Linked DNA regions of Mus musculus: all the other regions are linked to region 4. A link is a contact called in public promoter capture Hi-C data. All regions are on one chromosome and are shown on one strand. Each heading gives the region's core, a stretch centred on a gene start, on an enhancer-like site or on the middle of the called end of the contact. The rest is flanking DNA. Distances are from core to core; before and after follow the strand shown.

What was found. Promoter capture Hi-C pulls out the DNA fragments that hold promoters and counts their contacts. Capture Hi-C pulls out chosen DNA fragments and counts their contacts.
Region 1: a contact with region 4 is called in a promoter capture Hi-C map of pancreatic islet. The contact joins the promoter of Gne here to the promoter of Grhpr in region 4. A contact is called at or near these places in 3 of 39 promoter capture datasets (hippocampal neurons and liver) and 1 of 9 other capture datasets (pancreatic islet).
Region 2: a promoter capture Hi-C map of liver shows a contact between it and region 4, with 2.6 times the contacts expected there. The contact joins the promoter of Tdrd7 here to the promoter of Grhpr in region 4. A contact is called at or near these places in 4 of 39 promoter capture datasets (the 3T3-L1 cell line, frontonasal cranial neural crest, hematopoietic stem and progenitor cells and 1 more) and 1 of 115 datasets of contacts at active chromatin or transcription factors (astrocytes).
Region 3: a contact with region 4 is called in a promoter capture Hi-C map of embryonic stem cells, with 6 times the contacts expected there. The contact joins the enhancer-like site here to the promoter of Grhpr in region 4. A contact is called at or near these places in 7 of 39 promoter capture datasets (the C10 cell line, embryonic stem cells, hippocampal neurons and 3 more), 2 of 115 datasets of contacts at active chromatin or transcription factors (embryonic midbrain and embryonic stem cells) and 1 of 9 other capture datasets (embryonic stem cells).
Region 5: a promoter capture Hi-C map of liver shows a contact between it and region 4, with 4 times the contacts expected there. The contact joins the promoter of Aldh1b1 here to the promoter of Grhpr in region 4. A contact is called at or near these places in 4 of 39 promoter capture datasets (the C10 cell line, embryonic stem cells, pre-B cells and 1 more), 3 of 115 datasets of contacts at active chromatin or transcription factors (T-cell acute lymphoblastic leukemia, embryonic stem cells and large pre-B cells) and 2 of 9 other capture datasets (embryonic tail and liver).
Region 6: a promoter capture Hi-C map of liver shows a contact between it and region 4, with 2.7 times the contacts expected there. The contact joins the enhancer-like site here to the promoter of Grhpr in region 4. A contact is called at or near these places in 6 of 39 promoter capture datasets (the 3T3-L1 cell line, the HPC-7 cell line, HPC-7-derived erythroid cells and 3 more) and 2 of 115 datasets of contacts at active chromatin or transcription factors (astrocytes and large pre-B cells).
Region 7: a promoter capture Hi-C map of liver shows a contact between it and region 4, with 5 times the contacts expected there. The contact joins the promoter of Igfbpl1 here to the promoter of Grhpr in region 4. A contact is called at or near these places in 6 of 39 promoter capture datasets (the C10 cell line, hippocampal neurons, liver and 2 more), 1 of 15 datasets of contacts at CTCF or cohesin (embryonic stem cells), 1 of 115 datasets of contacts at active chromatin or transcription factors (astrocytes) and 1 of 9 other capture datasets (embryonic tail).

What each region holds. Positions count from the first base shown.
Region 1 is chr4:44,070,598-44,074,184 of GRCm38.p6, forward strand. It overlaps Gne (glucosamine (UDP-N-acetyl)-2-epimerase/N-acetylmannosamine kinase), which reads right to left and starts at 2,120. Exons shown (of 12, transcript NM_001190414.2): 1 at 1,765-2,120.
Region 2 is chr4:45,970,723-45,974,249 of GRCm38.p6, forward strand. Tdrd7 (tudor domain containing 7) reads left to right here and starts at 1,575. Exons shown (of 17, transcript NM_146142.2): 1 at 1,575-1,714.
Region 3 is chr4:45,768,904-45,772,342 of GRCm38.p6, forward strand. No RefSeq gene overlaps it. Among named protein-coding and RNA genes, the nearest start is that of Gm12409, 6.4 kb to the left of the region's middle. Within about 2 kb of position 1,913, at least 44 of the 459 cell types and tissues checked have an H3K27ac peak or open chromatin away from gene starts, as enhancers often do. A contact at or near this core is called in embryonic stem cells, where this site is marked.
Region 4 is chr4:44,979,070-44,982,763 of GRCm38.p6, forward strand. Grhpr (glyoxylate reductase/hydroxypyruvate reductase) reads left to right here and starts at 2,325. Exons shown (of 9, transcript NM_080289.2): 1 at 2,325-2,465. The coding sequence starts at 2,383.
Region 5 is chr4:45,796,850-45,800,297 of GRCm38.p6, forward strand. It overlaps Aldh1b1 (aldehyde dehydrogenase 1 family, member B1), which reads left to right and starts at 2,173. Exons shown (of 2, transcript NM_028270.4): 1 at 2,173-2,320.
Region 6 is chr4:44,178,334-44,181,661 of GRCm38.p6, forward strand. All of the region lies in intron 2 of Rnf38 (ring finger protein 38), which reads right to left. Among named protein-coding and RNA genes, the nearest start is that of Mir5106, 41 kb to the right of the region's middle. Within about 2 kb of position 1,583, at least 21 of the 459 cell types and tissues checked have an H3K27ac peak or open chromatin away from gene starts, as enhancers often do. A contact at or near this core is called in liver, where this site is marked.
Region 7 is chr4:45,825,515-45,829,308 of GRCm38.p6, forward strand. It overlaps Igfbpl1 (insulin-like growth factor binding protein-like 1), which reads right to left and starts at 1,313. Exons shown (of 5, transcript NM_018741.2): 1 at 844-1,313. The coding sequence starts at 1,279. It also overlaps a transcript of Stra6l not described here.

The sequences.
Region 1 (3,587 bases), core at 870-3,369, 910 kb before region 4:
TGAGCAGCATCTTCACGGTCACTATCAGATGCGGAATGTGACAAAGTGGACTTAAACCATTTGAAGGAAATTTAGGTTTCATAAAGCACAAGGCAAAGCAAGATAAAACTTGCTTCTTTACCTAGTGGAATGTTAACCAAAAATGAAAATTGATCAACTGTATCTATATTTGCCAGTGGATACTGTGTATCCCCATACAAAAGTCTGAGGTCCCAAACATTGCAAAATGCAAACGAATAACACGGGAGCCAGTGAAATGGCTGGCTGCATGGGTAAAAGCGGAGGCCAGAGGGCAAGTTCCAGCATCAGGCCACTGGAGAGTCAGGAATGGGGTTCAGACAGACAAGGAGCACAGGGGCACGCTTCTGTAAGATCTGGTATGAGTGACAGGAACACAACAGCAAACACCCAAACAAACAAAAACAAGCAGAAAGGAAAGGCCACCCTTGGGCCGGAGGACCAGACAATTAGGGAAATGGGGTCTTATAAAATGCCCAACCCAGAGTCCACCTGCCAGAACTTCCAAGTCCGGGGGCCCATCCCATCCCACCAGGAGCTGTCAGCTTGCTTCAATAGAGCTTTTTACTTCACTTTCTCTGCCTTTGAGTCATCTATCAATTCTATGCCTGTCTCACACACAGAACAACCTCACCAGCTCTCCCCTACGTTTCTTTCACCTTGTTGGAGACAGGCTCTCTAAAAACAAAAACAAAAACAAACAAAACAAAACAAAAACAAAAAACAAAAAAACCCAAGGCTTCCGGATTGCTGTTATTACAGCTGCTCGAATTATAGGACCGGTTTTACTGGGTTTGGAGCACCCAAACTCAAGTCAAGTTTGAAGCGTTACACCAGCAGCAGCAGCAGCAGCAGCAGCAGCAATCTCCCTGGCTCCGAGAAATGGCAATGCTCACAAACTACATTCAACTCAATTGTGCTTTTATAAATGCTGCAAAAGGATAAGTGAATGTCCCAACCACGAGAAAGTATAAGCACACTTGTGCAAGCAGTCACCAGCAGAGAAACAACAGTAAAGTAAACGTTTGCTAAGTGCTTCCTCCAGCAGTGGGCTAACACGGCGTTAGACACGTTATTCCATCCTCATTTTCTCTACTATACAGACAGGGACACTGAGGTGTAGAAAAAAAAATCCACTTGATCTAAATCACAGTTAGTTAATGACTGATAGAACTTCAATTCAAAGCCAAGTCTAGATGACCTTCCTACACGCAGGTCACTGCCGCACACACCCTCTACCTTGTGTGTATATTCCACAAACATCCACGGGTGCAAACCTTTCCGGAGAACTTGAGACACTCCTTTCTTTCACTCAGAGCGGATGGAACTCACCGCAATAAAAAGGGAAGGGCTGTACAGAGTTCTCAGAACCCTGCTGCCCAGCTATAATAATTCAGTTTGATGTTCCTTCCAGAGCCCCTACAGTCGGGCTAAACCATTATCTTTACTGTGAAACCATTCCCCGCCGCCACACCCCTCCTATCGAGGTGCAAAGCCGATCTATTCTTTCCTCTAACAATTTTACAAGCCTGTTCAAGGACGGATATAAACGTCTATCAAATTTCCAAGGACACCGAGTGTCCAGACAGTCAGAGTTGGGCAAGCCTCCAAGAAGTCCCTCGGTGCAAACCCTCTCCCCACCTAGGCAGTGCTGGGCCCCCGCAGCTATCTCACGTCTCTGCCCAGGGACCCAGGGCCGTGCCGCCTGCTGCGTGCACGGATGGGCTGGACCCTGGCCAGGCCTACCTCTGCAAGCCCCGGTCCCCATTCACCCGCACGCTGAGTCTGACAGCTCCGGGATCCCACGCCGGAGCAACGCACCGGGCGGGAGAGGCGCCCTGCTGCGTAGAACCCGGACGCCCAGCGCGAGGCCCACAGCTGCAGCAGAGGTGCCGGAGCCTGGCACGATGCTCGTGAGTCACCGACTGACTCGTGGCCTCCGCCGGGTTAGTTCCCTCCGGCGCCACCTCGGCACTTGGCAGGCTCGCGTCCAGCGGGTCCACAGGGCAGGCCCCGGCAAGCGCACCCGGTGGCTTCCGCTACCCGGCGCCGCTCGACGACTCGGCGCTCGACCCAGCCCCAGCCATTGCTCCTGCATTCGCAACGCACACCCCGGCTCCCGCGGAGCGCCGAACGGTCGATCGCTCCGGCTCCGCCTGCACCGGGTCCCAGCCCCTCCTTGGCGTATTTCTGTTGGTCAGTCGTGTGGCGCACCTTCCGCTGTCGTGTCGCCTCTGGTAGTGGCATCCACTCGGTTTGCTGACCCTTATTCTCGCCTGAGGGTGTTCTCTCCTCTGGCAGAGCCCACAGTTAAGCCCGAGTTCTCCCACGAGATGGTTGTTTTAGCTTTGCACCCAAGCTGAGTGCCATCTCGTGGACCAAACTCCAAGGCAACTCAGTGTCGGTAGTCCTAGAGTGCACCCTGGAATTTAAGCTTTGCCACCCCTGCCACGAGGCTCTGGCTGAGTGCAGCGTGACAATACACATGCTAGTCAGCTCTGAGTTATCTGTCACTCCAGGGATCTAGGCAATTCTATTACCAAATTTGGGCCTCACAGTTTTTCCCCTTGAAGCCAAATTCTGTCACCTGTTCTCCATAAGTTAATGAGAACAGAGTTACTAGTAAAAAAAAAAAAAAAAAGCAAAAAAACGGAGGTTAATTCAATGTGGCCATGTTGGGAAGAGGGACAAAGATATCCAAAGACATATCCCCTGGATCCATTTTGGGACCTCAGATTTTAGGTTAAAATATATAGAGTTCGAGATGTGCACATCTAAGAGGTCCAGGGCAAGCTGTAGCCCACCTGTCACTGTCTGGACTCTAACTTCCCCAGCAAAGTGGCAGTCACAAATTGTCAGTCCCGTGTGAAGTCTCTTTTCAGCACCAGCATTCGGTCTTTTCCTTCTCTGAGTATGAGATTCTTGGGGAAAATTTCAGGGTTTTTTGAGGCCATAGTTTCAATAGTCTGATAGATTGAGGTACACAGACATCTCAAGAATATCTGCTAGACTAATTGCAGATCCAAGACCCAGGAAGGTGGGGAGCGGCCTGTGCTGCTAGCTCCTGATGAAGGTTGGTTTTGTTTTGTTTTTAAGATTTTATTTTAGCTTATTTTTATCATGTATATGGGGTAGGGGGGTGGGGCAGAGGATGTGTACACATTAGAGTGCACATGTCAAAGTCCAGAAGAGGGTAACAGATACCCTGGAGCTGAAGTTAGAGATCGTGGTGAACCTCCTGACATGGGTGACATTTCCCACAGCTAGGTGCAAGAGAATGAGAAGCTAGACAGTATTCTGAACAGCACAGCTGCACCTGTGTCTCAAACAACAACAAAAAGTCACAAGTGAAACTTTCAGATCTACTTTTTTAGGTTGTTTTTTTTTTTTTTTTTTTGAGACAGGATCTTACACTGTACCTAGCTGAAACTGGCACGGGATTGACTGTGTAGCCCAGACTGGTCTCAAGCCACGTCAGTCCTCCTGCCTCAGCTTCCATTGGGGGTTCTTGCTATAAGCTAAATGTGGACCCCATCAGACTTTTACAGCTTGTGGTCTATCTCAGTCAA
Region 2 (3,527 bases), core at 325-2,824, 990 kb after region 4:
TCCTCTCAGTTCACTGATGCTGTTTTTACCCTTCCCTCCATCAGAATGTGGAGCCAGGGCATGTCAGAGTATTATTACAGAGTCCAAATAAAGAGCTGGCTTTATTCTAGGTCTCTGGAAGCCACTGTCATGTTTAGTTTAGCGGACAGGGCAGGGAGAAAGACATCTGAAACAGACTGAAATAGAATCAAGGCAATGTAGAGAATTCTGTTTCAGAGACACTTCGGCAGCTTTAGGCAGGGACCAGATGTGAGATTATGAAAGAGAACAGTGTTCAAAGAACACCCCTGGTCAAAGCCTTAAGACAGAACCTACTGAGCACAGGATATCCGGCTTTTCACGATCTCCTTCCAGTCTATTCATCGCCTACTGCAGCTTCCCAATGAATGCAAAGTTCCTTAAGCACAAGGTTTATAGGCCCTATACACTGTTGCTATTTGTCAGCAGGTATTGAGTCTGTAACAGTTAATTGTCTGCTCACCCACTGAAGGATGTTTATGCTATCTCTGTGTCTTTAAGTATTGCAAGCAAGGCTGATTTAAACATCCTTGTACGGGTCTGTGATGAATAAGCCCTTTCCTTTCTCTTGGGTCAATACCAGGGAGTGGAAACTCAGGGAGCCAAGGTTATAAAGTACTAGTGTATGCAACGACACAGAAGAGTCTCAATAGAATTCTGATGAGTGAAGAAAGCCAGATCCTCCCCCTTAATGACAATACATATGAAATAATTATATTTATATAAAACTCCAGAAAAAGCAAGAGCTCTATAGTAAGTAAGTGGGCACTTACAGGACTAAACGGTAGGGAATGAGGCAAACATTATAGAAAGAGAGAGAACTTTGAGGGTGTGGCTATGTTCCTCATGTTACTATCTGTGATTGTTTCTCTGTTGTATGCATACCAAACACATGAAAGTGTACATTTGAATCGTGCAGCTTATAGTATGGCAAGTGTACCTCAAACTGTTAAAAAAAATTGCTGATTGAGTAAGCAGCAGCAGGCTTTCAGCAAAAATATACAGAATGATGCCAAGTTTTCACAACGGGTTAAAGCAATCCAGCATTAAATAAATGTTAGTGGAATTACCGTGGAGTGAATAAATAGCAGCTATTCAACGTGTTTTGAATGAATTAAAGAATTTGATAAGTATTTATTTTATGCTTATTATATACTGGGCAGTGTTCTAGGATCTCTGCCCTCAAACAGCTTTAGTTTTAGAGCAGTGGATGAAAGCAGCGTTGTTACACACGCGTGAAGGGTATGTGGCAAAGCATTTTAATATAGTCCCCCTCCTCCAAAGAGTGACCTAGAAGACAGCTAAAGACAGACTGTCTAGAAGATGAAAAGAAGTATTGAGATGCTGAAGAGAACGAACTTTGTGGAAAGAGAAATAAATCCACACCCCGAGCGTCAGGACGGCGTGCGCACGCGCAGAAACCGCTAGGCGGCGTCGGTTTCCCTTCTCACACGCGGACCTCGAAGTGGGCAGCCGTGGCCGGAGCGCCTGCGTCTGCGCAGAGCTAAGCCGGCCGGCGAAGGGGCGGGGCGTGGTGCGACGGGGCGTGGCCCAGAGGGCGGGGCTTTAGGTGATTCCCAAGCCACGGCTCAGGCCGTGCGGGGAAACCGAAAGTGGGCGGCGGCCGCCCTGGCGGAGGGAGCGGAGGGAGCCGGGCCCAGAGGCGCGGGCTTGGGCCGCGGGTCCCCGGGACGAGGTGAGCTCGGTCGGGGCGCGACAGGTGCGGGCGACGCGGGGCGGGCTGCGGGACGGCAGGGCACGGGCAGGACAGCGGCTGGGCGCGGCGCCTCAGGCCCGGGCCTGGTCCCCGCCGTGGCGGGGTTCCAGAGCGTCGTGCGTGACGCCCCGGGACGTCCACCCAGCCGGTCGCGGTGCAGCAGGAGCTGCAGAGGGGGGCGTGGGAGGCGCGCAGCTCTGAGCAGGAAGTAGCTCCCGGTCAGGAGCAACCGGCCTCGGCCGCCCGTGCTGGGCAGCGGTACCCGAGCTCTGCGCAGTTGTGCCAGCCCCGCGGGCCACACTGCGGCGGCCTCCGCCCTCGAGACCGGCCGGTGCAGGCCGCGCACATCACACAGGACCTACACGTAGCCGTTCCTGTCAACCGTGAGCGCTGGGGAGGAAACAAGCATTCACGGAGAAGTTGTCTTGGAAGTCAAGTGGGAGCTGACAGCCTTTCTGCTCCTGTCCGCTTGAGGGTACATTTCTGTCAATATCCAGGGCTACCACTACCCAGTCATCTTGGGGAGCAGGGAAGAGAGGTGTGTATAGATGTTAAAGCCCAACCCCAAAGGATTCTGATACCAACACCACAAACTAACCGAGAAAACCACGATTCGTGTTGGTGGTGCCCACCTATGCTCTGCAGGTGGACGTTTGCAGAGAAGTGTTCTTGGAACTAGAAACGCCTTTAGTGGCAGAAGTGTAATTTAGAACTAAATCCCTGTCTCTTCCCGACCTCCATGATGTGGATGAAAATGTGGCATTCTACAGTGCGGCCTTTGCAGATAATGTATTGGAATCTGAGCTTCTAAAGCTTAAATGTAAGGTCGGGAATCAATTGCACCTCTGGTCTCTAAGTCTGCTCAAGAACCGAATGGGAATAGCTAACTGACCCTTTGAAGTGTTCTCAAGACAAGATAAGTCTTTGGCTCATAATAATAATCTTCTAAAGAGGCTTTCTATTTACCCAAACTGCCCATATTTTACAGGTTGGGATTTCAAGGTTTTTGATGACAGGGACACGCAAATTTTTAGGATAAGTTAGCATATAGTGTAGACTCAGCTGACGTAGGCGAGCTTCAGTTACATGCAAAGGACTGTGCTGGCCATAGAGCCCGCAGCTCCTCAGCCCTTCTCTTTGGTAGATTTTCTCTTTGCTAAGACAGTGAGGCAGCACTTGGCAGTGCCTTAAGATTTTAGTCCCTGTGGATTGAAAGTGGAATGTAATCCCTGCTAATACCCTTTTAAATGCGCCACATGAGACTGGCTGGGTGAGCTATTGTGTTGCATCTGGAGTTTAAAGCTCCTAGAAGGATCGCTCTTTTTAAGTTTTCTAATATTTGTTGGGTGTTTAATAGAAATGTAAAGAAAATGCACTTTATAACTCAATTCTGGGTGCCTGTTTTATGTTTGATGAAGTATAAATAGCAAAAATTAAGCTTTGATGTAGAGGAAAATATCTGGATGCTTTCATGAGTCAGGAGTTTATCGTTGCTTGGAGTGAGTTTGACTTTCTTATTTCTATGAATTTGCTTTTTCTTTGTGCCAAACTTGCTGTTTCTTCTCTTCATCCCGTCTCTGTTCTTCATTGTTTCCAAAGTTCCCCCATGAGGCCAAAGATGTCTTTTCAAACAAACAAAAAGTTGGGTTTTTTGTTGTTGTTGTTGTTTTGTTTTTTTGTTTTTTTAGTTGAAGTATGTGTCAGTCAGATAACCCAGTGTGATTTCCAGTCAGACGTAGTATTTCAGTCTGTGCAGCTTTGTCATGAGCAAGCAAACCTATAATGCCCATGA
Region 3 (3,439 bases), core at 663-3,162, 790 kb after region 4:
CCTGAAGCCTCCCTTGGCTGTTCGAGGGAAGGCAGGACTGTGGAAATGTGCGGTGTCTTCCTAGCAGGGTTCTGCTGTCTGTGCTCCACGTCCCTGGGTGCTGGCAGAAGAGCTGAAACGTCTCCTGTTAATTGTCAGAGTGAAACAGACAAAGAGAGGTGTAGAGAAAGCATGGTGCTCCACGCAGTCGGTCCTGTAACGGAGGAGGATGTTTTGTTCTTCCCAGAGCGGGACACACGGCTCAGCAGACCCTGCGGTTTTGCCACTGCAAACGAGGACCCTAACAACTGCCTGTCCCCTGAATAAAGGCTGGAGTTGCAGTGTAGTGGGCCGGGTGCTTGCCAAGCAGGCATCAAACACACGGACAAACACGAACGCCTTGGGTTTGTGTTCCCCAGTGCCACATAAGCTTGGCATGTCCGATGATGCAAGATCAAAAGCCAAGGTCACCCTGGGCTGCATAGTAAGCTCAAGGCCAGCCTACAGGAGACTTTGTTGTGAAAACAAACAAACACCACATCGAGCAGGCAAGCAAAAACCATGAAGGGGTTGGGGTGAAGCAAGCCACTTTATTCTCATTTACAAACTGACTCCACAGTTCAATTTCCCACCCACCGAGCACCTGTTCTCCCTTCTCCAAATCTTGAACTCCTGCAAGCTGCAGTTTCTCATTAGGACAGAGAACTCTCCTCTCAGCCCAGAGAGCCACCTGCTACAGGATTCTAGTAATAAAGATGAATAGTTATGTGCTGTGAGGAACTCACACCCCCCAGCCACAAAACCAGCCTGACATGCCAGTCCTGATCACACTGTGGGCCAGAGGGAAAGCCTCTGCGTCTCCAGGAAAAGGTCCCTCCTCACTACAGTGTAGTGTGTCAGGAATTTGGTGACATCTCCTGACTTTTAGAGGTAAAGCAAAAAAAAAAAAAAAGGGACTCAGAAGTGAAGTCACTTGTTCAAGGTCACACAGATAAGCAGTCAGATTTGGTTTCAAAATCAACTTGCTGTTTGAAAATGTGGCCTTAGGTGGAGGTCTCCCTTCAAGGTCACCCGGGTGGACTCCACTCTGGCAGGGCTAATGGACGATAAACAGAGGTCTGGGAGTGCTGGCAGAACAGAACTGAATTGCACCTGACACTTGAAGGTAGCTGATGGACAAGTGATTCACACCAGAGCCACAGTTTACATTGTCCCTGTAGTGGCTTCTGGGGAGTGGGGCAGGCAGTTAGAATATTCCAGTCCCAGCGGGAGGCACAGGGGCAGACTCTTAGAAGGAATTATTAACACCCAAGGAATTCCTTCGGAACAGTAGGGGGGAATAAAGATTCTTAAAAAAAAGGTCTAATAGCAAATTTTCTGGATTTTCCAGCTAATTTGAAGGTACCTACTTGGAACATTTTCTTGTCAGAAAAGATTTTAAAATACATTCATTCAGTGTGACATGATAATTGGGCCTGGCTGTCTGATGAATGCCTTTTATCTCTTCCTGAGCTATTGTTCAGTGGGATGGAGCCGATGGGCTGCAGGCTGCAGCCAGCACTTGGTTAAATGCACTCACAGAGCCACTTTCAATGATTCTGGTCACAGGAGACAGCGAGACGCGAGATGGAAGCTTATGTGAGCAAGTGTCCGGAAGAGGAGGACATTAAGTGGTTAGAGAGGGCATTTTCTCGAGGCACACATGAGAAGACCAGGGTCCAGGGAGCTGCCAGTGCCACTCAACATAGGGGTTGCATAGATCTGTGTCTCCTGAGCCAGACCCCAGGTCCCTGTATCCTACCTCTTGAGGGGGTCTGTGGAAAAGATGCAGCAGTGGGCAGCTTACGTCTGGGAGACACTGCCCGGTCAGTCCCCACCTACCCCTGACCTCCCCTGCACCAGAGACCCCGCCCTCTGAGCTGCACAGCAGGACTGGGTGGCCCCAAGGGCTGTGCTTTCCTGGTTGTGTGTTCTTAGCTCTGCCGCTTCATGGAAGCAGCTGTCTTTATGGGCCCTTTTTCCTCTTGCCTTTCACATTTTCCTTCCTTTAACCATTTTGTTTTTACAAAGGCAAATTTCCAGACCTGGCCACCTGACAGTCATCTCCACCTTTCTTTATCACCCCTAAGAAAGAGGGGTTTGTTTGGATTTTTTTGTTCTTCAACTTTACGCCATTTCTCCCCCATCCATGTTTTTCTGTTGAATTTGCTTCAGAAATTCTTTGTAGGAACCAAAGGCGCTTTAGAGCGTCTCGGAGCTTTCCATATGTTAATAAGGTGTTTGTAGAACTGTAGCTGGGGTTTCCTCCTTGTCAGAGCAGGGCTATCCTTCCTTTTAAGAGACAGCTTGTCCTCAAAAATGCCCTTCATTAACATTTAACGAATAGTACAGTTTCCGTTGGGATTAAGAAGTTGACATTTCCATTGTTTTTCTTAGAAAACAGCACAACATTAGCCATGCCCTCGAGGGACTGCATTTTCCACCAAAGTGAGATAACAAAGGCCTGGGCAAGGAGTCCTTACCTGGCTGGGTGTGTTGCTATTTAGACATGCGTGTCTGTCTGCGGCTCTTCCCGTGCATAATCGCATCTCTGCATCTGAATGTGTGTTTATGACATTTTACACGTGGCTGTGATTGTCTGCCAATAGGTAATTGGCTATGTATAAATCTGGGCTGGTGTGTGTGTGTGTGTGTGTGTGTGTGTGTGTGTACTATTCACAGTTGTGAATGTGTGCTGTACCTGACTGTGTTCATGCATACATTTGTCTGCATATGTTCTAGGGTGTCTATGCACATAGAGAGATGTGCAGACTTATGTGGAAGTGGGTGCTCTGGGTCTGGGAGTCTGTGTCCCCAGTGCCTGGGTGTGAGCTCCTGTGTGTACAGAAGTCTTTGTCCTGTTTGCTTAAGTGTTTGGGAGGCCCGAGGATGCCCAGCTTTGTGTTCAGAGCCCCTTATAAACATAGACCCAGCGCCCTCCGGTGGACGTTGTTGGAATGCAGCCACAAATAAAACAAACTGGCATGCTCAAAATTATGTCCGATTCAAAATAAGAGTTTCTGGTTATGTGCAGGGCAAAGCTTCTGGGGTTTTCCTTGAGAAAGGGTGTGTGTGTCCAGGCTTATGCTCCTGGATTAGGGTACACGCTCAACAGAGAATGAAGATAGCAGGCTCAACACAGGCAGCTGTCTCATGGTGACATTGTGAAGGGGCTCTTTTTCTGGGGTGGGGACAGGATCACTGGGCTTCCTCTCAGCCAGAAGGGTCAGAAGCGACCTCGTGTGCACACTCCTGAGAGCTTGCATGCTCTATCAGCCTCCTTGGCACCAGTTCAAGGGTATCTCTAGCCCATTGCCCCTCAGGTACCTTATAAAATCCTCCTAGTCTAGGAAAGGGGACCTTCAGCAGAGATGGTATGTATGCTTGTTTCCTATTGCTGTCAGAAAGCATGGGTCATCAA
Region 4 (3,694 bases), core at 1,075-3,574:
GCTGGAGGCAAACAGCTGACATAGCTGCCAGAAAAAGTTTAGGGACTTCAGCTAATCAGGATGTAAAATGAAGGTCCGGTGGCAGACCATTTTGAAAGCCATTTTGAGGCAGCTTGGGTATTGTGAGAAAGAGAAATTGTATTCAAACTGATGTCCAGGGACAGAGACAGAGTCTTCCACTGTGACAATTTCCTGGATGAGGCTCCTCAGCTTCAACCCACCATACACTGAGCTTCGGGGTCTCTTCTGTCAGCCCACATACCCAGGCGCCTGTCATTCCCCGTCCTCTCCTGGTGCCCACTTCTAATCACGGTGCTGCCCCTCTGGAAGTTCTCCCAAGCCGGTGCCAAAAGCTGTTCTTCTCTGGTGCCCTGTACCCACCTCCTACAACATGTTCTGGGTGGTGAAAGCACTGCCTCTTAGCGGCTGTGTGACTTTGAGCAGCTTTTTGTCCCACTCTCATCCTCAGTGTCTGTAGATTGGGGAAACGTGGCCACTGGGGAGTTCCCAGGAAAAGTGTTTGGTACGGCAGTCTTCTGAGCTTACTAAGGCCTCCATAAACATTGTCAATGCCCGGTGTTCTTTGGCTTCAGCCTCTGAAGTGGAGGGCAGGCTGTAGGCCCTTTGGCTGGCTCTGTGGTCTCTTTTCACATTCTTTCCAACCTATAGTACCCTCTGAATGTCAGCTGACGATTTGCCTTGAGGGAGCGACCCACACGGCCCCTGTTGACATGTGTGTCCAGTGCCCTACTGTCCTTGCCTGTCCTGGGTATGTGGAGAGAGCTGAGCCGAGCCCAGCAGGCCTGGCCTGGGGACACGAAAACACCTTGTGTCAATGTTTGACAAATTTCAGGACCTTTCCTTTCCCCTCAGTGACCTAGCAAACGGGTCAGTAGGGGAGACATTAATGTATTACTTAGGACGGGAAGGGTTGTGCAAAGCCTTGGCCTGGACCCAGATAGGAACAGGAAGTGTGCTAGGTACATGTAATTCCGGCAAGTTCAAGGCCATCTCCTGCTAGCTGGAGGCTGGTGGGGACTATGTGTTTCAAATAAATAAATAAATAAATAAATAAACATCCCAAATGGCCCAGTTGACATCTGTCAACACTGCGTGTGTGTTGTACTAGAGTCCTCATGGGTCCCCATAAAATCAGTGAAGAGTACACTGTGTTGTCCTTGGCGCCCTTCCAGACCAGAGACCAAGTCACTGAGCAGCCCTTGGACTGAAGTGAGGTTGCAGAGCTGAAGGACAGGCCTGGGGCCCTGAGCTAGTCCTAAACCGCCTTCAGGATCTGCATCATTTGCCGTAAAGTCTGGGCTGGCCTTGAACAGTCCTGCCTCTACCTCTTGAATGCCGGATTATAAGCATAATCGCCATGCCTGCCTTAGTCTCTATTATAAGCACAGTACATACTTCATCTCTCAACAAGCCAAGGCAAGCATTACTACAATCCCCATGGGACAGATAAGGAAGACATGGAGGCACACAACGTTTAATAATTGCTCACGGTGGTGAATCGGGCATTTAGCCCCAGGCATCTGGGCATTGCAGCTTGAGCTCTGCCACCCTCAGGCTAAGCACCCCTGTTCAGTAGTGAAAACAACCTTCAAAGGAAATGCTAACCTCACGATGTGCCTGAAGAAACAGGGGTGGGAATGCAGATTAGGGTTAAAGGTCAAACAACTGGAAAGGGTTAAAGCCAAGATCCAGACTCAGTCCCATCTACCTGCAAACCCTGGATCTACCCGTGGCTCAGCATACCTGGTCCCTGCTTGCTCAGGAACTGCTTCCAGACAGTTAGCACTTGTGTCTAGCTCGCCTGGGTGGCCCGTGATGGGCTAAAATATCATCACAATTGTAAAGTCCCAGTAAGGAATCATTCTAAGTATTAAAGCTATAATGTCTGGACTCAGACCCTCTCCCTCAGTCTCCTCCCTCAGCATGCAGGTCAGGCTCGGCTTAGAATTCCGTGTGTTTAACCAGAAGCCTCTGGGATAGTTTGGCTAAGATAGGCCTCACAGGGCTTTCTCCTTTGCCAATACCGACAGCATAGTCAGAGAGGTCTCTCTCACAGGTCCCTCCTCATAATGCCCCTCACTCCAGGCTCCTAGTGGTGTTTGACAGTCTCGAGGCCATGTTACTCTTGAAAGCACACACACCAAAGAAGGCTCTCCAAGTCCTACACTCAACCCACACTAACACAGAGCCTCTATCCGGGACACTTGGTCTCCAAAGCTACAGCCACAGCTATACCAGACCATAGAGGTCCCGGGCTCGGCCCCGCCCCCAGCGCCGGCCCCGCCCCTAACGCCGGCCCCGCCCACACTTCCGTCGTCTCCTGCAAGGCCAGCCTGGTACGTGTTTGCTGCTGCGGGTCTTATGAAACCGGCGCGACTCATGAAGGTGTTCGTCACTGGCCCGTTGCCTGCCGAGGGCAGGGCTGCGCTCGCCCAGGCCGCAGAGTAAGCGCCCGCGTCGGTACGGGGGCTGCAGCCGTGCCCCTGGCACGCTGTCCTGTCCACCTAACCTCAAACACCCCTGCACCCATGGAGACACGCCGCTAGGGCTTCCAGAGCTGTCCCAGGGCTGGGGGCCACCTCTCAAGAGCCGGGTGCCTGGCAGGCAGGCGAAGCGGAGCCAGGACCCGAGAGGGTGGCTCTGGCGCATGGGGACTTTGCTCAGGTGTTGCCAGCTGTGTCCCCAAGGGGCTGGCTTGGAGTTTGGGGCCGTAGTTCTCCGGGAGGCAGCTTGCTCCGGGCCCCAGGCTATTGGTCTCCATGTTTCAGTGAAGTGAGATTGCCTATGGGGCAAGGTGCAGGCTGTGAATTTTACCCACTGAGGGTTAGCTGGCAGGCAGAAGTAGTGTTCAGGGACTATGACAGTCATTGGCTTGCCTCCTTGGATACTCGATGGGGCCATTTGATGACTGTTCTCTTCCTATTGAACCTTGTTTAGTGGGTAGCCTTGCCAGGAGCTGTGAACACAGACTGTGAAGTCAGCTTTAGAATTTCTGCATCACTTGAAAACAGTCTGGATGGGCTTGTTGTACCTTGCCCTGGGGTCACTCAGCTCCAGGTGGCAGGCCTGGCCCTTATGCTTAGTCCTCATCCGCTGCAGGCGGGTCACTTTGTCCTGCCGGCTTTGTGTTACCATGCCAGTTTGGGAGGAGGTGAGAGTGCTCGGCAGTCAGTTTTTGTTTGTTTGTTTCCTGATTTTTTTTTTTCAAGACAGGATTTCTCTGTGTAGCAGCCCTGCCTGTCCGGGAACTGGCTTTGTAGATCAGGCTGCCCTTGAACTTATAGAGATCCGTCTGCCTCTGCGTTTTGAATGCTGGGATTAAATTCTGATGGTTTGGGGACTGTGACTTGTTTCGAAATTTTTTCTAGCACAGTACAGTTTTTCCCAAGGACTTGTTTTGTTGGTACTTTTGGTGCTGAGGAGCAGAGACAGATGGACCTGGGGACCTGCCAGCCACTGTCCAGTGTCTCCTGTGTGCACACACCTGGACTGCTCTGAGTGCAACGGAAGGGTTTGGAGGAGCACCTCACATTTGAGGCTACTAAGGAAGCACACTCAAGTGCTCCCGTGACCAGAGGAGCCTTCAGCTCTTGTCAGTGTTCCCCACTTTGGCAGCACTTCACCCCCTCCTCAACTACACTCCAGACAGTTCTGAGGCTCCCCACGAATGACC
Region 5 (3,448 bases), core at 923-3,422, 820 kb after region 4:
GGTTGTGTGTGGGGAAGGGGAGAAAGATGGGAAGTTAAGGGAGAGTGATGGGAAGAGGCAGAAGCCGCTCCCCCTGGGATCTAGTCTGCAGGCGGGCTGGCCGAGAGTCAAGACACAACCTGACAAAAGCCAGACTGCCCACAGAAGAGGTGCCTGTTTTCCTGGACACTCTTAAACAGGATGTTCAAAACAACCAAGAACTCTGCAGGGCCGGGATGTCCATGGCCTTGAGCGGAGCTGTGAGCATACCCTTCTCATCTCTAACTCTGAGCAATGCCTCTTGTAAAACCACCTGACAGCTTCAGTTACAGGGACAGGCTTCAGGTCAAGGTCAATATGTAGACCAGCTCATATTTTAAACTAAAAAAAAAAAAACAACCCCCAAAACAACAACAAACCCTAAAAAACGTAATTTTAAAACTTTGCTTAGTCTTTTTGCCTTCTTGTAAATTATATATTTTGAACAAGGTAACTTAGAAACCAGAGTCACTATCTATCTATCTATCTATCTATCTATCTATCTATCTATCATCTATCTATCTATCCACCCATCTATCTAGAGCCATAGTAAAGACACCTAACTAAGCCAGACTCTTCCTTGAGAAGCCCATATCCACACTTGGGTATATTTGGTCCTTTTCCTGTGCGTGTGGCGTGTCTCACTCACTTAGATAAAGAGCAAATAGTAACACTTACCGCCTTAAACTCCTCCTCTGCTGCATCGTTAAGGGTTCAGCTCTAACTGAGTGGAGCTCCCTGGGCGGGGAGTGGGGGGGGCATTTCTGGGTTTTGTCTCCTCACCGGGGATTGTATTCAAACTTCACAAGTACTGGGCGAGCTACATGCCCAGTTCCTACTATGCTCTGCCAGGATGTTTTTCTTGGGGTGCCCCATAACCTCCCACACACTGGTCTGGCTTTGCCCTCTGGCACTCCACAGACCCTGCCTGATCTGGACTTTCAGAGACTTGGTGTACATATTTTGTTCCTTGAGTTCTAAAGGGAGAATACTCCAGATTTTTCAGTCACCTGGATCTTGTGCCAGCCTTTCTTAGTGACTCCCTAGTTCTGTGACTTCCATGGAAAGGTCTAGAAGAGACGCTCAGAGTGTAGGTGGAGGGTAGGTAGAATTTATCACCCAGCAGTAGGGGATTGCACAATAGCCAAAGGGACCACGTGAGAGCAGACAGAGGTCAGAGACCACTGCCACTGTGCTGACCATTTGTGAGTGGGCTTTTTCTAGAGCAGGTAGCTGTTTCTAAGGAATGTTTTCTGTCTGGGTGATGGACAGGTCTATTTGGATTCACTCTTAAAGTAAGGAAGAATGGTATGTCTTGTTTTTTTTTACCAGAAAGCTTGAAGGGAGGCAATAATCTTGCTGAGGGTTGTTTAGATAGTTATCTATTAATGACACCTCCACCCAAGACAGTACAGCATGTTATATCTCTACCCAGGATAAGAGCTATGACAAGATCACACTCCTTTGACCAGTAATAAAGTCCTGCGATTTCAGATTCAATCCTATAAGCCATTGGTTATGAGAGTGGTGTCCTTCAAATCCACTAATCTGTAACTAGCTACTTAACACCGCCAGGATTCTTCACACAATATGGCAGCCAGCCTAATCCCCGTGTAACTCACTTCCACTGTCTTTCTGACTGCATTTTAGGCTGTTTTTTTAAAATGCATGTTATTTTAAAAATCTTCAGTTCCTACAACCCCAACCCCAGGGTCTTGGCCCAACTGTCCACCCTCAGCTCAAAAGCAGAGACCAATGGTCAATGTAGACTTTATAAACAACATAGCCCATTTTGTTTGGAATGTATCCGATCTGCTCACGATTTTGGAACAAGAATTTTCAGTACTGTCTTAGTAAAACAGGCTCAGGAATGCTGATCCGCGGCACTCTATCAACAAGGTCTGTCAATGGTTGATATTTAAGGAGGGGTCCCAGGATAGAGCCGGGCATGTGATCCTAGGAAAACCCCACCTCTCTCTGGGTCCCTCTTTTGATTGTCAAAGGAGTGTCCTTAGGCTCTCAGACTTGAGATGCCTGCTCCAAAGAAGCCAAATCAGAATCCTCTGGAAGGTGCCTGATGCTGGACCTAAGATTAGGCTAGGGGAAATCAGGGTGTTGAGCCGAGATCCCTCAGTGGTGGGCGGTGCCGGGAGCAGGCGGAGCTTAGCTGGTGACGGAACCACATTGGCTGGCTAGCGGCTGAGCGAGGCGGGTCCGCACGGCTGCTGAACTGACCGGAGAACGCTGATACTAGAATTTGAGCCTGAGCGCGATTCGGAGCCTGAGCCCCAGACCACCGCAGGTAGCTACCGCCGCCCTCCCTCCGCACTGGGGCACGCTACGGTCCCCGAATGGCAGGTCTCTTCCGGGTGCACTGCTGGGTTCTTTCCACGCCGCTTCCTATCGGGGAGACACTGGATGGGCTGGGAGAACACAGAACCACCCAAACCTTCTCATCTTGGTTCCCATCTGGGGCTAGAGCCACTGGCCATAGTGGACAGGCTAGGTCTAAGTGTGTGTTCCGGGGTTCTGACTTCAGGCCTTTCACTCGGTGGACATGAGTATCTGATATTGGGAGGAACCACAAAGCTAGGCCTTTGGGAATCCAAATCCAAAGATGAGAGAGTAGTGTCCCTGAACATCTGTGGTTCCCTCTAGAGTAGCCATCAAAATCTGTTCTACTCAACCTGACGGGGACAGGGAGGGAGGCTGCTGAATTTACAGTGAGAAGATGAACCGCAAACTGTAAAGCTGGATAACCTGTGACCAGAGCTTTGTCTTTTCTTTTCTTTTCTTTTCTTTTCTTTCTTTTCTTTTCCTCTCTCTCTCTCCCTCTCTCCCTTCCTTCTTTTCTTCCTTTCTTCCTTCCTTTCTTTCTTTCAAGATTTATTCATTTCATTTATGTGAGTTCACTGTAGCTGACTTCAGACACACCAGAAGAGGGCGTCAGATCTCATTACAGGTGGTTTTGAGCCACCATGTGGTTGCTGGGAATTGAACTTCGAACCTCTGGAAGAGCAGTCAGTGCTCTTAACTGCTTAGCCAGCTCTCCAGCCGGACCAGAGACTTTTCTATGTGCAAAATGAAAGCAACCACTTGGACCCTGTGAAGATTCTGAGCAGCAGAGCCTTGGTGTGACCTAAGAGCAATTTCACACACACACACACACACACACACACACACACACACACACACAGAGAGAGAGAGAGAGAGAGAGAGAGAGAGAGAGAGAGAGATCCTGGTCTTTTGGTTACAAGGACAAAGCAGATGTCCTTGATGGGCCTGCTGGCTCAGGTTCCCCTGGGAGGGCTTTTTTCTGGTCAGCATTGATTTCTGTATGGCTAAGGACCTGGTGGGATCCTTGCTTTCGTGGATTAGGTTTTTTTTTTCTTTCTCTGCACTTGGGACAGAGGGTTGAAAGGGCCTGGGA
Region 6 (3,328 bases), core at 333-2,832, 800 kb before region 4:
TGTTGGAATAGGTGTGTCACCGTGGGTGTTGGCTTTAAGACTTGAATCCTAGCTGCCTGAAAGCCAGTGTTCTGCTAGCAGCCTTCAGATGAAGATGTAGAACTCTCAGCTCCTCCTGCACCATGCCTGCCTGGATGCTGCCATGCTCCCACCTTGATGATAATGAACTGAACCTCTGAACCTGTAAGCCAGCTCCAATGAAAATGTTGTCTTGCCTTAGTCATGGTGTCTGTTCACAGCAGTAAAACCCTAACTAAGACCCTAAGTTTGTTTGTTTGTTAATGGATGGAGGGGAGGGCGGGGAGGGGATGTGTTAGAGTTTGAGGATGTTCTAAAATTAGATGGTGAAGATCTAGTTGTACACTGTTTTGAAAATCCTAAAAAGCAGGCCAGCTCGATGACTCTGTGGGTAAAGGACTTACCAGCAAGTCTGACAATCTTAGTTTGGTTCTTGGACCCACGTGATAAAACGAGATAATTTATGCCTGAAAGTTGTCATCTGACCTCCATCATGGTATGTGTACATGTACACACACACATGGAAAAATGATAAGTGTAATTCAAAACAAAGACACTAAACACACACATACATATATTTTAAAGTGTTATGTTTTATGCCACATGAATTACCTCTCAATAAAGTTGTTGCTAAAATTTTAAAACATGTTAAACATTATAGGTACTAATTAATATCAGCTTGCTAACTGTATTATTCAAATTCTCCATCTCATTTTTCCCCCTTCAACTACGTGCATACCCTGAGGTGGTCACTAACTAGTCCCCGCTCTTGTGGAATCCCCTCCTACTGGAGTACACTAGGAACCTGTGACTAACTTCTAGCTAGAAGAACATGGTAAAAATGAGGTGATGTCATTCATTCCTACAACTATGTTAAATTATATAATACTCCTCTGAGCTGTCTAGAGAGGGTCTTCTGGTTAGCAGAGAGGCACACTGTGATCACATGACAGCATTGCTGGCTGGATGAGTGTAAGAGGTCAGTCAGATCCTCAGTCGCAAGCTGAGGGAATGAATTTCGCCAACACCTTGCATGGACATGGAAAAAGCCCATCCTACTTGATCAGGATTCCTAATGAGGACGGAGCAGCGGGTGTGACCTTGTGAGAGACTGAGTGTGACCTGAGAAGACTGTTTAGCCATTGTAGCAACATTGTAAGGAATAATAGAACTTATTATAAAAAGCCTCTGAGGCAATGTATTTAACAGACTATACTGCTGGCCAGCACACTAGCCTGCAGTGGTAACCCTCCTACAGCATCAGTACACTTTTTCCCTGGGCTTTTATCATTTCCTTTTTACTGTTTTAACAGTTTTTGGCTTAAATATTGCGGCTGAGTAAGGGGGCAAGGTACTTGTTTTTCTCCAATCTCAGAATCACAGAAAAGTTCAGGCTCTTTCCCTACCAACAAATAAGCCATGCTGTGGCAGCCCACCGGTACTTCACCTCAGCTCTCTCTGTCTCCCTGGACAGTGCCAGATCCCACGCACGGGCTTAGGGCTCAGCCCCAACCTGGAACCCTTCCTCACACAGCTTGTTATTTGTTTGGCACTTGAAGAGCTCTCTGACTTGTTTTGAAACAGAGTTTATTATGCAGCCCTGGCTGGCACAGACTGCACTCTGTAAAGCAGGCTGGCCTTAGGTTTGCACAACTTCCCACGTCAGATGCTGGCTGGCACGAGCCTCAACTTGAGACCTGTGCTTCTCAATACCAAGCTACACAATGTGTTGCCCACAACCCACTCCCAGGTATGATCACTTTTGCTTGATTGGCTTACAGAACTCAGAGAACATGCTTAGCTTCGAATCATAAAGAATATTTCAAAGAATATGGACAAAGAGATGATAGGCTGAGGCAAGGGACACAGAGCTTCCCTACCCTCTCTGGGTGAACTCTCTACAAAAATGTTCTGTTTGGAAGTACTCCAAGCCTGGCCACTGGATTCTCTCATCGATATCACTGTGTGGGATGACTGAAGCATGGGCAACCATACCCTAACATCATTAGGTCTACGTCTGGTTGCTCAGATCTCTAGTCGTCTTAATTTGCACAGCAGCAATGCTGTAGCCAGTGAAGTATATCTGGAGAACTACTGCTAGTTGAAAACTTTCTCCAAATTCTTAAGGATGCTCTTCCTCGTAGATTTGGAGAATGAAGGCCCTTGCCACTTGTATCAATAAAGTAGGTCAAAACTCTCCTTTATGGCCAGCTCGAAGTCAGAGACAAAATTAGAATTTCCTATGACATGCCTTGGGGAGTTAGTTATGAGCCGCTAACCATTAACACAAAGCACGTACCATAATAGCAAACATGTTTTGGCTCATGGTCCTATATTAACTATACATTATTCCCTTTGACGCTTTAGAACAGATTAATAATTTATGATACTAATTCTACTAAAAGTGTAGCCTCTATTTGGGTAGCAGGAGACACTCTTTAATTCGTGCACTTGAGAGGCTGACTTGAGAATGCTCAGGAACTGACCACCAACCTAGGTCACATGAGACTCTGTCCAATAGAGGGGGGCCCTTCCCTTTCTCTGTGCTCACGCCCACGTTACACCCTCTTTGCTTAGCTTCCTGAGGCACAGGCTCACTAGCACAGGCTGTCTGCCCAGTTCCCAGTCCTCCTGCCTTAGCTTCCCAAGGGCCGGGCTCTGAGGTACTCAAAACTTTTAGAGGGGCTGAAAGCAAAATTGCTTACTTGATAAAGACATCTGGGTGCGCATGCACACACACATACATGTACACACACACTAAAAATAAAAGGTAAACAACATTTAGAGTGTTCTAATTTCAGATTAACTATGTCCAAGAAGGAAATCTGTGAAATATTCTAAAGTCTGAGTCATTTCCAGTCCTAATCATTTCAGACAAGGGATCCATCTTACTTTTAACTGCTATTTTTTTTTAATGGATCAATACTGCTCAAATTTTTTCAAATTGATGTTTTAAGCTAATCAAGCTTTCTCTATTAAGGTATAATCAAGGGGCTTCAAGATACATGACCAGCACACGTCCTTAAGAAGCTGCCTTAATACAATTTTGGGGGTGCTGAAATTGGTTCCTTAACTAGCCCTCTCCTGCCTACTTGTAGGCTGACAGTCTAGGCACCATCAGCCCCCACCTTCCATTTAGAACGGCTACACCTAGAGAAAACTCCAGATGCCATCAACACAAATAGGTTTTCTCACTATCAACCTATGAGTACCTTAAAAGCCATGTTAATAAAAACATTCCTGAGGGTGTATTTATTAATTAGCAATGAAAAAAATGCTATCTGCCAAGATGATGTAGAGCACGTTGGGA
Region 7 (3,794 bases), core at 63-2,562, 850 kb after region 4:
AAACATGGAACACTTACCACGCCGAGTTCCCCACTACCCTATCCAGATGAAACAAACACTGTTCTCTCAGAGCTCCTGACCAAGTCAAACCCCACACACAGGCAAAGTAGGCTAGCTTCTCTGGACATCCATAGACACTGCTGTTTTGGGTTTTCTTTCTTTCTTTCTTTCTTTCTTTCTTTCTTTCTTTCTTTCTTTCTTTCTTTCTTTCTTTCTTTCTTTCTTTTTTGACACAGGACAGTGATCAGTTAGGGCACTAGGGGCACTTACAATGTGGTGTTAAAAACCAGTTAACCTTTGACATCCCTAGCAGTTGGTAGTTTTCTATTGATTTCCTTAAAGCAGGACCCTTCAGATTACGTGCCCTTTAGACTGGATCAGCATCTCTGGTCCCACAATCTTTTCAGAGCTCACGTTTCCAAAGGTCTTGCCCTTTGTGGCTGGAAGCTCCTCGAAGCCCTTGGTCTGAGACTCACTGGATAGCCAGGATTCTGATGCTCTGTCTTGGTGCTTCTTGAATCCTGTGTGGGACCCCTGCACTCTGGGAATCCTCACCTTCCTTCCTCCATTCAACCTATCCACCTGGACCCATTTTCAAGTAACTATAATAACAGGTTCTTAAGCATTCACATTCCTGTTTGTTCTAGGGCTGAAGTCTGCACGCAGTGGGTAAGGTAGCAAGCAGGCTGTAGAAAGACGCGAAACACTGCTCCTGAAGGGGAAACTGAGGCCCAGGCTGTGTTGTCCACTTTTGTACAATGAAATTCTCTGTCCCACACCCAAGAGCATTGGGGTCCCGCTCTTCCCATTTGCCTGGGTCTTTCTAGGTCAAACCCCACTCACCGAACTCGCAGGGCCCATCGCGAGCCTTGTGCAGGTGGCCATGGTGCGCGCGGGGTGCATGTCGGGCGCGCAGACGTAGCGCGCAGATGCTGGAGTAGGAGCGGCCGTCAGAGCCGCAGACGGCGCCGCGTTGCGCGCACACGCAAAGCCCGGTGCCCTCGGGCGCCGTCCCCGAGGCGCGACTCGCACACACCAGGCCAGGGCCACAGCGTGAGCCCACGGGTCCCCCGCAACTCGCGCCCTCGGCGCCCAGGCAGCGCGCGCAGCAGCCGCACTCGTCGCGCGCGGAGATCCAGGGCGCTGGGCAAGGCGAGGGCGCAGGGCAGCGATCCTGCTGGCACGGGCTGCACTCGGGGTGTCGTCTACCCGCGTCGCGGAGCCCGAGACCCCGGGCCAGTGATGGCAGGAGCAGGAGCAGCAGCGGCAGACGCGGCATGGCCGGCTCCCAGACGGACGGCAGCAGCGCCTCTGCTCCTCTTAGCGCTCGGTGCGTGCAAAGCCACCGCGCCCGCCCCGCGCCCGCTGATTGGCCCGGCCCGCACCGCGGGGCGCCCCTCGGCCCGGGACCAGCGCTGCGCGGCCCTACTGGCTCACTGAACTGCAGAGAAGTCTCCAGAACAGCTCTGCCACCTCCGATTGAGCGCTGGGGGAGACTCAGCGTGGTCCAAACGGCAACTTGTCTCGGCCTTAAAATGTAATGACTCTCAGTCTTCCCACCAGGACGCCTTATTTTACTTTGCTCTCTTTCTTGTTTTGTTTAGGAAAGGGAATCTCTAGTTTAAGATGCCAGATTTTATAAATGGATAGATGGATTTCTTTCCCAGATCGAATACTCAGTTCCCCAGTCCCATTTCCAGTGGCTGCTCTGGCTATTGGGTTCTTGGGTGTGTTTTCAGGCATCTTCTCTGCCTGTACAAGCATGTGTGAGCACATAGCCCAGTCCCCTCATATAAAACATCCACTGCCCGAGTGCACGTATGATTTTGCACTTGGTCTTTTCTACTTACAGAATTTCCAGTTTCCCACCTTTTATCATCTCTGGAACCCGACTCTCTTTCAAGCAATGGGTGCACAGGTGAAAAGGCTATGTGCTCTCACGGGTCTTTCTTTCTCTCTTTCAAAATTTTTTTTCATTTAATTTAAGTGCACTGGTAAGAAGGTGTCAGATTCCCTTGTGAACTGCTTTATGGGTGCTAAGAATTGAACCCAGGTCCCCTGGAAGAGGAATCCGGTGCTCTTAAGCACTGCACCAAGACTCCAGCGCCTCATGGATATTTCTTAATGCTGCATAAATCCATGCATCTTATAGTTGACAGGGCCTTGAGGTGGCTAGATACAGTGATGTATTTTGGACTTTGTGTGGACCAGTCTTGATTGTTACACTCTGCATATTATTTAGATACACAAATGGAAATTAACCACTTGTGTTCTGACCTTTGGCTACTAAGAATGTTGGGACAGGGTCCCAGAGCACAAATCTCAGGACACCCATATTGAGGTTTGGTCTTTTGCTATGTATTGTAATGCTAAATACTACTACTACTACACACACACACCCCAGGGCCTGGTTGCATGTATACAAGTGATGCTATGTAACCTTACCCACCAAGTTATCCCTGATTGGCGAATAAAGATGCCTATTGTCTATAACTGGGCAGAAGAAAGATGGGCAGTGAGTGATTGGTTTCCCCAGGCTTGGGGTCTGAGGAGAAACCACAAGGAGGAGAGGGGAGAAGGTGCAGAAAAGAGAGATGGCATGTGGTAGGCAAGTGAGTCATGAAAACATGGCCATGAGGCTGGGCAATTGGAGTTAAGAGCAGCTCAGATGAACATAGCAAGTTATAACTCGGGGTTATTGATACGGAAGTAGACATAATAACATGGTGGGTAGATATCTACCCAGCTCTAGTGCTGACTAAGGTTTATTAAAATATAAAAGTTGCATGTCTTTTATCTGGAAACCGAATGACCTAAGGTGGGATAGAAACCCCGATTTGAGATTAAATATCTACCACAACACACCTATGACATAGCTGGTAAAGTGTGTTTAAAGACAGGGTCTGGCTGTGGGGTATCCATACAGGCTACTAGGCAGTCTGCATACTTCATCCCTGACAACGGGGACTGTTGCTGGACACTGATGTGTGGCTAGGGGCATAGATGAAGAGAGAAGAACTTACCAAACCAGGCTTCCAAAGAGCCATCCCTACTGCTCCGTGTCCGCTCTTTTGTATATTTTTGGCTTATGTCTGGAGATGGAGAAAGCCTTTCCGTGCCTGGGAAGAGCTGCTGCAGACCTCTCAAGTGACATGCAGTTTCCTTTCTTAATTCAATTCCTGCCAAGTCTGCGGTCCTCTGAGGTGGGGAGGTCCTTGTCCCCGAAAGAAGCCCTTGTGGAGGTCACTTTATGTGGCGAGCAGAGCAGAGCCATTGAATATAGCCATGTGGCCATCCATTCAAGCTCTTACCTTACAATGGGCCACGTGGAGTAGAGCTGTCAGGGGCCTTGGGAGAACGGAGGTAAGGAGTGAGGAATGGAGAGGGGAATGCTGGGAAAGCTCTCCGCGTGTGCTCAGTACTGAGATTCCAGTAGTCTCAGACACCTCTGGCTTTATCTAGAACGGCCTCCCCACCTGCTCATACCTCTTGACCTTCTGATCTCATCTGTGACTCTTTCCAAAGAAAATAATCGCTCTGGGGATGGAGAGATGGCTCAGTGGCTAAGAGGACTGACTGCCCTTTCAGAGGACCCAGGAAATCTCCTCACATAGACATGTAGGTAGGCAAAACATCAATACACATAAAATAAAAATAAATAAGACATGGTTAGAAAAGAAGGGAGGGAGGGAAGAAGGGAGGGAGGGAGCGAGGGAGGAAGGAAGGAAGAGAGAAAAAGAAAAGAAATCGCTCCATTTGAAGATTTCATCTCTGAGTTGGCCACTGTATCAAAA